Linked DNA regions of Sus scrofa: region 2 is linked to region 1. A link is a contact called in public Hi-C data. All regions are on one chromosome and are shown on one strand. The core of a region is the stretch at or near the end of the contact, and the rest is flanking DNA. Distances in the headings are between cores, read along the strand shown. Region 1 has its middle 36 kb from the start of LCTL. Region 2 overlaps LOC102161686 (a long non-coding RNA gene).

Region 1 (3,649 bases), core at 118-2,617:
GCCCATTTGCTGTTCCAGGGGACAATGGGTCGGCCTCTTTGGAATGGGGGGCTGTCCCAGAATGTCTGAGGGGTGAGGTCACCAGGCTCGTGTGTACCGCTTACAGGAAGCGCACTAGCTCGAGCACGCCTGATGCCAGCCAGCAGACATTTCCTGGCTGGCAACCATCCCCTGCCTCCTCCTCTTCCTCCTCCTCCTCCCCACCTCGGGCCCACAAGTCTGCAGCCTGGGCTTCTCTGCCTGCCTCGGGTCCCAACCTGGGACTGCACTGCCTGTGGGTCAGCTGGGATCTTCCCCTCCCTCCTCACCTCCCAAGGACCCAGGACTACCTTGTCCAGAGCAGAATTAGAGGAGCCAAAGGATGCACACATGCTTCAGAAGAAATACCTTCCCAGCAGTCCCTCCGTGTGACTGACAGAGGGGAAACTGAGACCCAGAGAGGTCATAGCACTTTCCCAGAGTTGTGCAGCAGTTCCAGACTGAGGACTTCCGCCAAGAGCTGGGATCAATTTCTGCCTCTCCAGTCCTTGCAAAACCCTCCCCTGGGCCTCTTCTCTTCTTTGTCCCCCTCTGAAAAATAAGCAGCCTTCTGCCCCCTTTTAGCTTTCTGGTTAGAAGTACATCCCCTCCTGTGTGATTTGTCAAAGCCCCTCATCCATTCTCTCCTGTGCTTTTTTTCAGTAACAGAGACTAGGGTTTTAGCTCAGGAGTGCTAATAATCCCTCACATGCATAAACAGTACAGTTCTAAAAATCACTTTCACACACAGTACTTTAAATTTCCCCAGTCCTCATTTTACAGATGAGGAAACTGAGGCCCAGAGGGGCTGTCCAAGGAGTTGGCCAATGGCTGTGCTGGGATCTGAAGCTGTACCTGGTAGGGGCTGTCTGATGCCTCCTCCCTGCTCCCTTAGCCAGCCACAGGGCCAGGTGCAAATCAGATGCCCACTAAATCTTTGCAGGGCCTGACGTTCCCATGTAAATGGGGGTCTTTTGGAGACCAAGCCCCTCTCAGGGAATGGCTGGACCTTCAGACCCACAGCACATGGGGAGGCATGTCTGTCTGCCCATGCACCCTGGGGGTCACCAGAGCTGAGGAGTAATTCCCTCAGTTTCCCCACCTATAAAGGGGATAACAACATACCCGTATCTGAGGGATGGTATGAGGACCCACTGATACCAAGCTACCTCCCTCCATTGGCCCCAGGTGGCAGGGCTCTGCCAGGCCCTGGGGTAAAGAGTAGGAGCTGACCCTGAGCCACCAAGTCAGGCTGGGGTCTGCACACCCCCATCTCCCAGCCTCACCACAGCTCACATCAAAGCCCAGCCACTTCCTCTGCCGGCCAACCCAAATCTGGCTGGCCAGAGCGGCAGCAGCCAAGAAAAAGGCAGGGCCTGACAGGGGATATTTGCTCTCCAGCGCTCAGTGATTGTGGTATAGTGACCTCAGTGGCCGGCAGAGTAAAAGGGGACACTGTTTTCTGAAGCTGGGGCTCCCCCAGGGTGGGAGGGAGGCAGCTACCCACAGCCTGAATTCCAGAATGGCTCCAGGCCTGGCCCTCCACACCTCACATGTGTCACCTCATTTAATCTTTATGACAACGCTGCCAAAGTGGTTTGACTCTCGGCATTGACAGGCGAGCAAATGGAGTTGCAGGGAGATGAAGCGACTCATCTAAGGTCTTATGACTAGTGAGGGGCAAACCAGGTCTGTCTGACCCCTGTAAACACAATGTATGACTCTAACACCAAGATCCAGCCATTATCTATTTCATAGTAAGCCCCAGCCAAGGGCTGGATGGGATTGACTTGAGCACCTACTATGTGCCAGGCTAGTTGCTTTGCTTGAATGTCATTTGACCTAAAACTGAAAAACCTAAGAGAAGGAGGCAGCACTCGCCCCATTATACAGATGAGGAAATGGAGGCTCATCCAAGATCCACTTCAAATAGCAATAGCCCAGGGAACTCTTTAGTAGCTGAGCAGGGCCCCTACACCCTTTTCTTCCTTCTGTGTTGGAAAGAGAGCAAAAGGGAAGGGGGTGGGGCAGTTTGGGGGAGGGGATTTAGAGGTACAAACTAGTATATATAAAATCAGCTGCAAAGATATGTGTTGTATAACATGGGGAATATAGCCTATATTTTATAATAACCAAAAATGGAGTATAACTTTTAAAAATTGTGACTCACTACATTGTACACCCACAACTTATATAATAGTGTACATCAATTTTAATTTAAAAAAAAGAGAGAGAGCAAAAGCACCCAAAACCACTATCCTCTTGACTTCCAAATAATGCAAAGTACAGCTGCATCAGGGCTCCTGATCCTTTTTGGGGGCTAGGATGGTCTGGTCCTGTCCTTTCTCCTAGCAGAAGTACTTGGGGAAGCCAGCCTGAGGGAACTGATGTGAAACTGAATTTCTAGGCAGCTGCTGGGGGATGCTGGTGCTGCTAGCCTCCTACTACAAGAGTGGTCCTGAACCCACAGCATTAGCCACACCTGGAGCTCACTGGAAATGCAGGATCTCAGGTCCACCCCAGATACATGGCGCATCCATCAGCTGGGAGCATTAAAAGCTATTGAGAGGCCACCTCTGGGGGTTCTAATTTAATTGTTCTGGGGTGGGGACTAGGCATCTGTGTTCTTGACTGCTCCCCGGTACCTCTGAGGCTCAGCGAAGGGTGGAGCTCTACAAACGAAGGATGAAGAGTCAGGAGTCTTCAGTGCTGGAAGGGACCTGACTCATTATCCTGTTCTACTGAAGCCTTTCATGGAGGACGAGAAATAGTTCCCAAGAGAGAGAGCGACCTGTCTGAGGGCACACTATGTATGAACAGACCGTCAAATATTACAACAGGAAGTGACCTTGCAGTTCAACTGAATCAACCCCCTCATTTTATATTTTAAAAAACGGGCTGAGGGAGGACACGACAACCGGGTGGGGCACTAATGTCTAGGACTTTCCGTCACACCAAGCTGTCTCTCGTCTGCCCTTATCTTGCTCCAGATATCAGAGACCAGACCTAAAAGGACAGGTCTTCTGCACCGCTCATTTTGCAGCTGCAAATGCCAAAGCCCTTTCTCCTCTAAATCGCAGTATGTGGATTAAGCACCTTCCCAATCTCTGGGATTACAGTATTAAAAATACAACATATCAAGAATCCAGGACTCCATGAAAGGAATACGGATAGCTGTTACTATATAGATTTTGGAAATGAAACTGAAATCAAGAGAACATGAACAAATTAAGAAAAAATATTTGCCAGTAATTATGACAAGCCACCAATTCATTTGATGATGTCCTTCATATGTAAGGCACTTTTATAATCAATATGAAACAGACAACTTAAAAGTGGGCGATAGATATCAGGAAAAGTATAAAAGGCCCATAAATAAGAGAAGAGGTATTCAAGTTCACTTGACATTGAAGAAACACACATTTTAAACTCTGGGATACAAGGCTCACCCATCAGATACGTAAAGACTGAAAAGACGGCCTGTCTATAACGTGGGGAAATAGGCAATTGCATACACAGTGTGTGAACATGTAGATGTACAAAAATTTCATTTTGTCTATTCTTTGACTCAGTAAATTCTACTTCCAGAAAGTTACCTTGCAGATAAATTCATACGAGTGCACAAAGATTA
Region 2 (3,524 bases), core at 311-2,810, 210 kb before region 1:
GCTGCTTAAACTCTGGAGGCAAATTCCTAGTGGCTTCTGCTTCAAAATACATCCAGGCCTTACCATTCAGTGATACATACTGACACATTTATGATTGAAATAATATGATATCTGGGATGTGTTTCAAAATAATCCAGTTGTCAAGAAGGGGGACAGGTTTCCACTACGGAAACAGAATTGGCTGTGAGCTGAAGGTTAAAATGGGTGATGGGGACATAGGAGTTCTTTGTATTATTCTTGCTACTGCTGTGCATGTTTGGCATGTTCCCTAACAAAAAGTTCCTACGGCCAGAATCAGCCATTTCTCTCCAGCGCCAAGCTCACTGCCCTGGCCCTCTGGCCTGGACGGCCCCTGCAGTCACCTCACAGGTCTGCCTACCCTGGCAGGCCCCTCCAGTCTATTCTCAACACCACCACCAGAGGGAGCCAGTTACAACTTGAGTCCCCTACTCAAACCCTCCCGTGGCCCCATTTCATTCAGAGATCCTCAGCCTTCAAGAGAGCACTCCATCTTGCCCCTGTCACCTCTTAGGCTCCTCTCCAGCCACACTGGCTTCTCTTCAGCCTCCCAGAGTCTCCTCCATGACCCCTTAGGGCGTTATGTGCCGAGGGGGATTTGTGGGAAGGTCTGATCTTCATTCACCCATGACACAGACATTACAATATTGCATTGGGACACAAATACACTTAAAAAAAAAAAAAGTGTAGTTGTTTATCTGAATTTCACATCCAACTGGGCATCCTGTATTATATCAAGCCACCCTATCCATAACAAACTATAAACCAGTCCTACCAAAAGAACCATGCTGTCACTTTAATGTCCCCAATGCTCAGCATGCAAAGGTGCCTCCTCCTAGCAAGACCTATGCAAAAAAAGCACCCTCTAGGCTGATATAGCTCCCTGCCCCGTTGCAAGGATTTCCAGTCCACTTGCTTCAGTGTCGAGGTTCTTTTGCAGAGCACAACCTGCCCAACTCTTCATAGCAGCCCTGCAGGAGGCCAGAGAAGCAGGTGCTTCCAGAATGGGAGAGGTTGAACCTGCCTTCCCAGCTCTTTCTCTCCCCAATAGTGGGTAGGGACTGAGAGGGAGTGGCAATGCCAGGGCCTAGACTGGTAGCCCCCTCTGAGCGCTTTTGGATTCGAGCCCATCTAGGGTGAGTCTGAACTCTGTGGTGGTGGGTAGAGGGGCCCCATGCCAGACACCACCAGCTGCCCCCGTGGCTGGAAGGTGCCCACTTGAACCATTCCAAGTAAACATTTGACCAGCTCGGCCCTGGCCATCATTCCACGCCAACACTTGGCCCTTGTTCCTGGACAGGCCCTTCTGTGTCCCGTTCTTTGTGGCTGACATTTCAGCCGGGCTCTTCAGGGGCCGGGGTGACCCGATGCCCCATTCCCATTCTGCAGACAGGCTCCAGGGAGGTGGTCCCTGCGGCAGCGGGCACTTGGCGGGGGAGTCCCAGCAGACGGGCCGTCGCCAGGCCGGGCCAGCCACCCCCCTGAACACCCCACGTGGGCCTCGGGGCTGCAAAGCCCACAGTCTAACAGTGGAGCCATGGGGCTGCCAGCTGACTCGGCTGCTTTGTTCCAGGCCTGGAGTGGTCTGAGGGTGGCTGAGGACTGTGGCTCCTTCTTTGCTGAGAAGCCACAGATAACGCCGGCGACAGGGCCTGATAAAGCGTCTGTCAGAGGCTCCCTCCCAGACAGGCCTTGCTGTTCCCGCCGGCCCCAAGGGCCCCTGCAGCCCAAGCCTGTCTCCAGAGGTCAGCCCCTCCCTGGGGTCTCAGCTCTTCTCTTCCAGAAGCTGAAGAACAGGCTGGTGGACCCCTCCCCACCCATATCTCCAGTCTGGCTCTCAGAAGTTCCTGAGGCCTCTGGGCCCAGGAGCAGAATAAACTAATCTTCTGATTTACTCCTATGAAGAAAATGTCAAGGCACACGCCTCTCTTGGTGGAATTCCAGACTGTGGCTTCTGGGGAGCTAGGGGGAAGGGAATCACGGGCCTGGAATGTCTTTCTAGAAGCCCTCAAATGATATTCTATGTCGCCTCTTTCATGTCACAAGAGCCCCCTCTATGCCAGGCTCTGGTGTGGATTCGGGGGCACAGGAACAAGTAAGATGTCATCCACGACCAGGGGAACTCCCAGGAAGAGGGCGCTGGAAGACCTAGCCTCCCACACCCCGCTCCCGACCTGACCCAGGCCTGCACCCCAGGCCTCCAGAGGGCTCTGGCCTGGAGTAGGAGGTGTGTGAGGGGACCTAGACAGCCTCGGGTGTCGTGGGATGAGACTCAGCGCAAAAGGGCTGGAGAGTGGAGACCAAAGAGTCCTGGAGCTGATGGAGGAGGCACAGCCTTCCCTCCCTTCCCACTTCTCCAGCCAGGAGTCAGAAGACACCTTTACAGCCCAGAAAACAGGCATTTCTGAAGTCAGCCCTCAGTGTCCTGAGCATGGCGCACGTGAGCAGAGGGTGGCTGCGGGCACAACCAGAGAAGATGCCCTCCGCAAGGCAGCGGCACTGATCCCCGAGATTGCCTGGGGACACTGGGCTTCCAGTTTAATTGCAGACAGAGTGTGGGATCCACGGTTGGGGCTGCCTGCTTCGTGCTGACCAACCTAACTAAGGCCCTCAAGCCTCACATGGTGGACGACGGGAGCTGGAGACCTTGTGCCTGAAGCGAGTCCCAGCTCTGTGGCTCTGTGACCCAGGCAGGCCTCTGGCCCTCACTGGGGGTTAGGCTAGAGGCCTCTTGCCAGGGAGAGAAGCTCCAGGGGAGAGGCCCTGTCTAAGGGCCAGTGTGTCCAGAGGGAGAAGGCCTGGGCTGCCTCTCCTCCCGCAAGGGAAGGACCGTCTCTCCAGAGCCACTTGGAGTGCTGTGGAGGGTGGGAACCCAGGTTGCCTGCATCTGGGAATCCAGGCGCTGCCTTTCCAGATGCAGGGACCCCTGACCCCCACCCCACACAGCTTCCCAGGGGGCCTCTGGCTCATAAAGGAAGGACCTGAGTTTCAGGGTATCTTTCAGGAGAGGCCTCCTGCTCTCCCCCACCTAGAGCAGCTCCCTCTGAAACCTCTGCAACCACACCCACACACCAGAACAAACCCTTCCTTCCCCGCTGTAGTATCTACATCCCTGCCAGAGCAGTTCTGCCTCACGCATTTATTTATTCTTCCCTCAAACACCTACTGTTACATGTATGTGCCAGGCAGCAGGGCCCTGTGGGGAACAGACGGTCACAGCTCCTGCCCTGGAGGCGCTTACAGGCCTGTAAGGCAGGACAGACTGCTGAAGACAGAAGTACAGGTGAGTGATGATGGGGGCCCTGAAGAAAGAGCAGAGGCTGTGGGAGAGGATGGGGAGGAGGACATAAGGGCAGGTTGTGGGGCGGGGGGGGCCCTTCTGATGAGGTGACATTGAAACTGACACCTGGAGGCAGTGAGAAGGGAGGTTCCTGCCCTGGTCCTGGCCTGGGTGACATTGACCTCTGGAATCTCCCTCCGGCTGCCCCCACCTCACACCTAACGAG

The links. Hi-C and Micro-C count contacts between places; a contact is called where the count stands out from the background.
Region 2: a Hi-C map of omental adipose tissue shows a contact between it and region 1, with 2.7 times the contacts expected there. The contact joins two enhancer-like sites. A contact is called at or near these places in 2 of 5 promoter capture datasets (fetal liver and liver), 25 of 47 Hi-C or Micro-C datasets (adipose tissue, alveolar macrophages, brain and 14 more) and 2 of 2 datasets of contacts at active chromatin or transcription factors (alveolar macrophages and skeletal muscle).

The regions. Positions count from the first base shown.
Region 1 is chr1:164,574,724-164,578,372 of Sscrofa11.1, reverse strand. No RefSeq gene overlaps it. Among named protein-coding and RNA genes, the nearest start is that of LCTL, 36 kb to the right of the region's middle. Within about 2 kb of position 1,367, at least 7 of the 83 cell types and tissues checked have an H3K27ac peak or open chromatin away from gene starts, as enhancers often do. A contact at or near this core is called in omental adipose tissue and retroperitoneal adipose tissue, where this site is marked.
Region 2 is chr1:164,789,252-164,792,775 of Sscrofa11.1, reverse strand. The region is part of intron 3 of LOC102161686 (a long non-coding RNA gene); the gene reads right to left. Among named protein-coding and RNA genes, the nearest start is that of SMAD6, 140 kb to the right of the region's middle. Within about 2 kb of position 1,560, at least 24 of the 83 cell types and tissues checked have an H3K27ac peak or open chromatin away from gene starts, as enhancers often do. A contact at or near this core is called in omental adipose tissue and retroperitoneal adipose tissue, where this site is marked.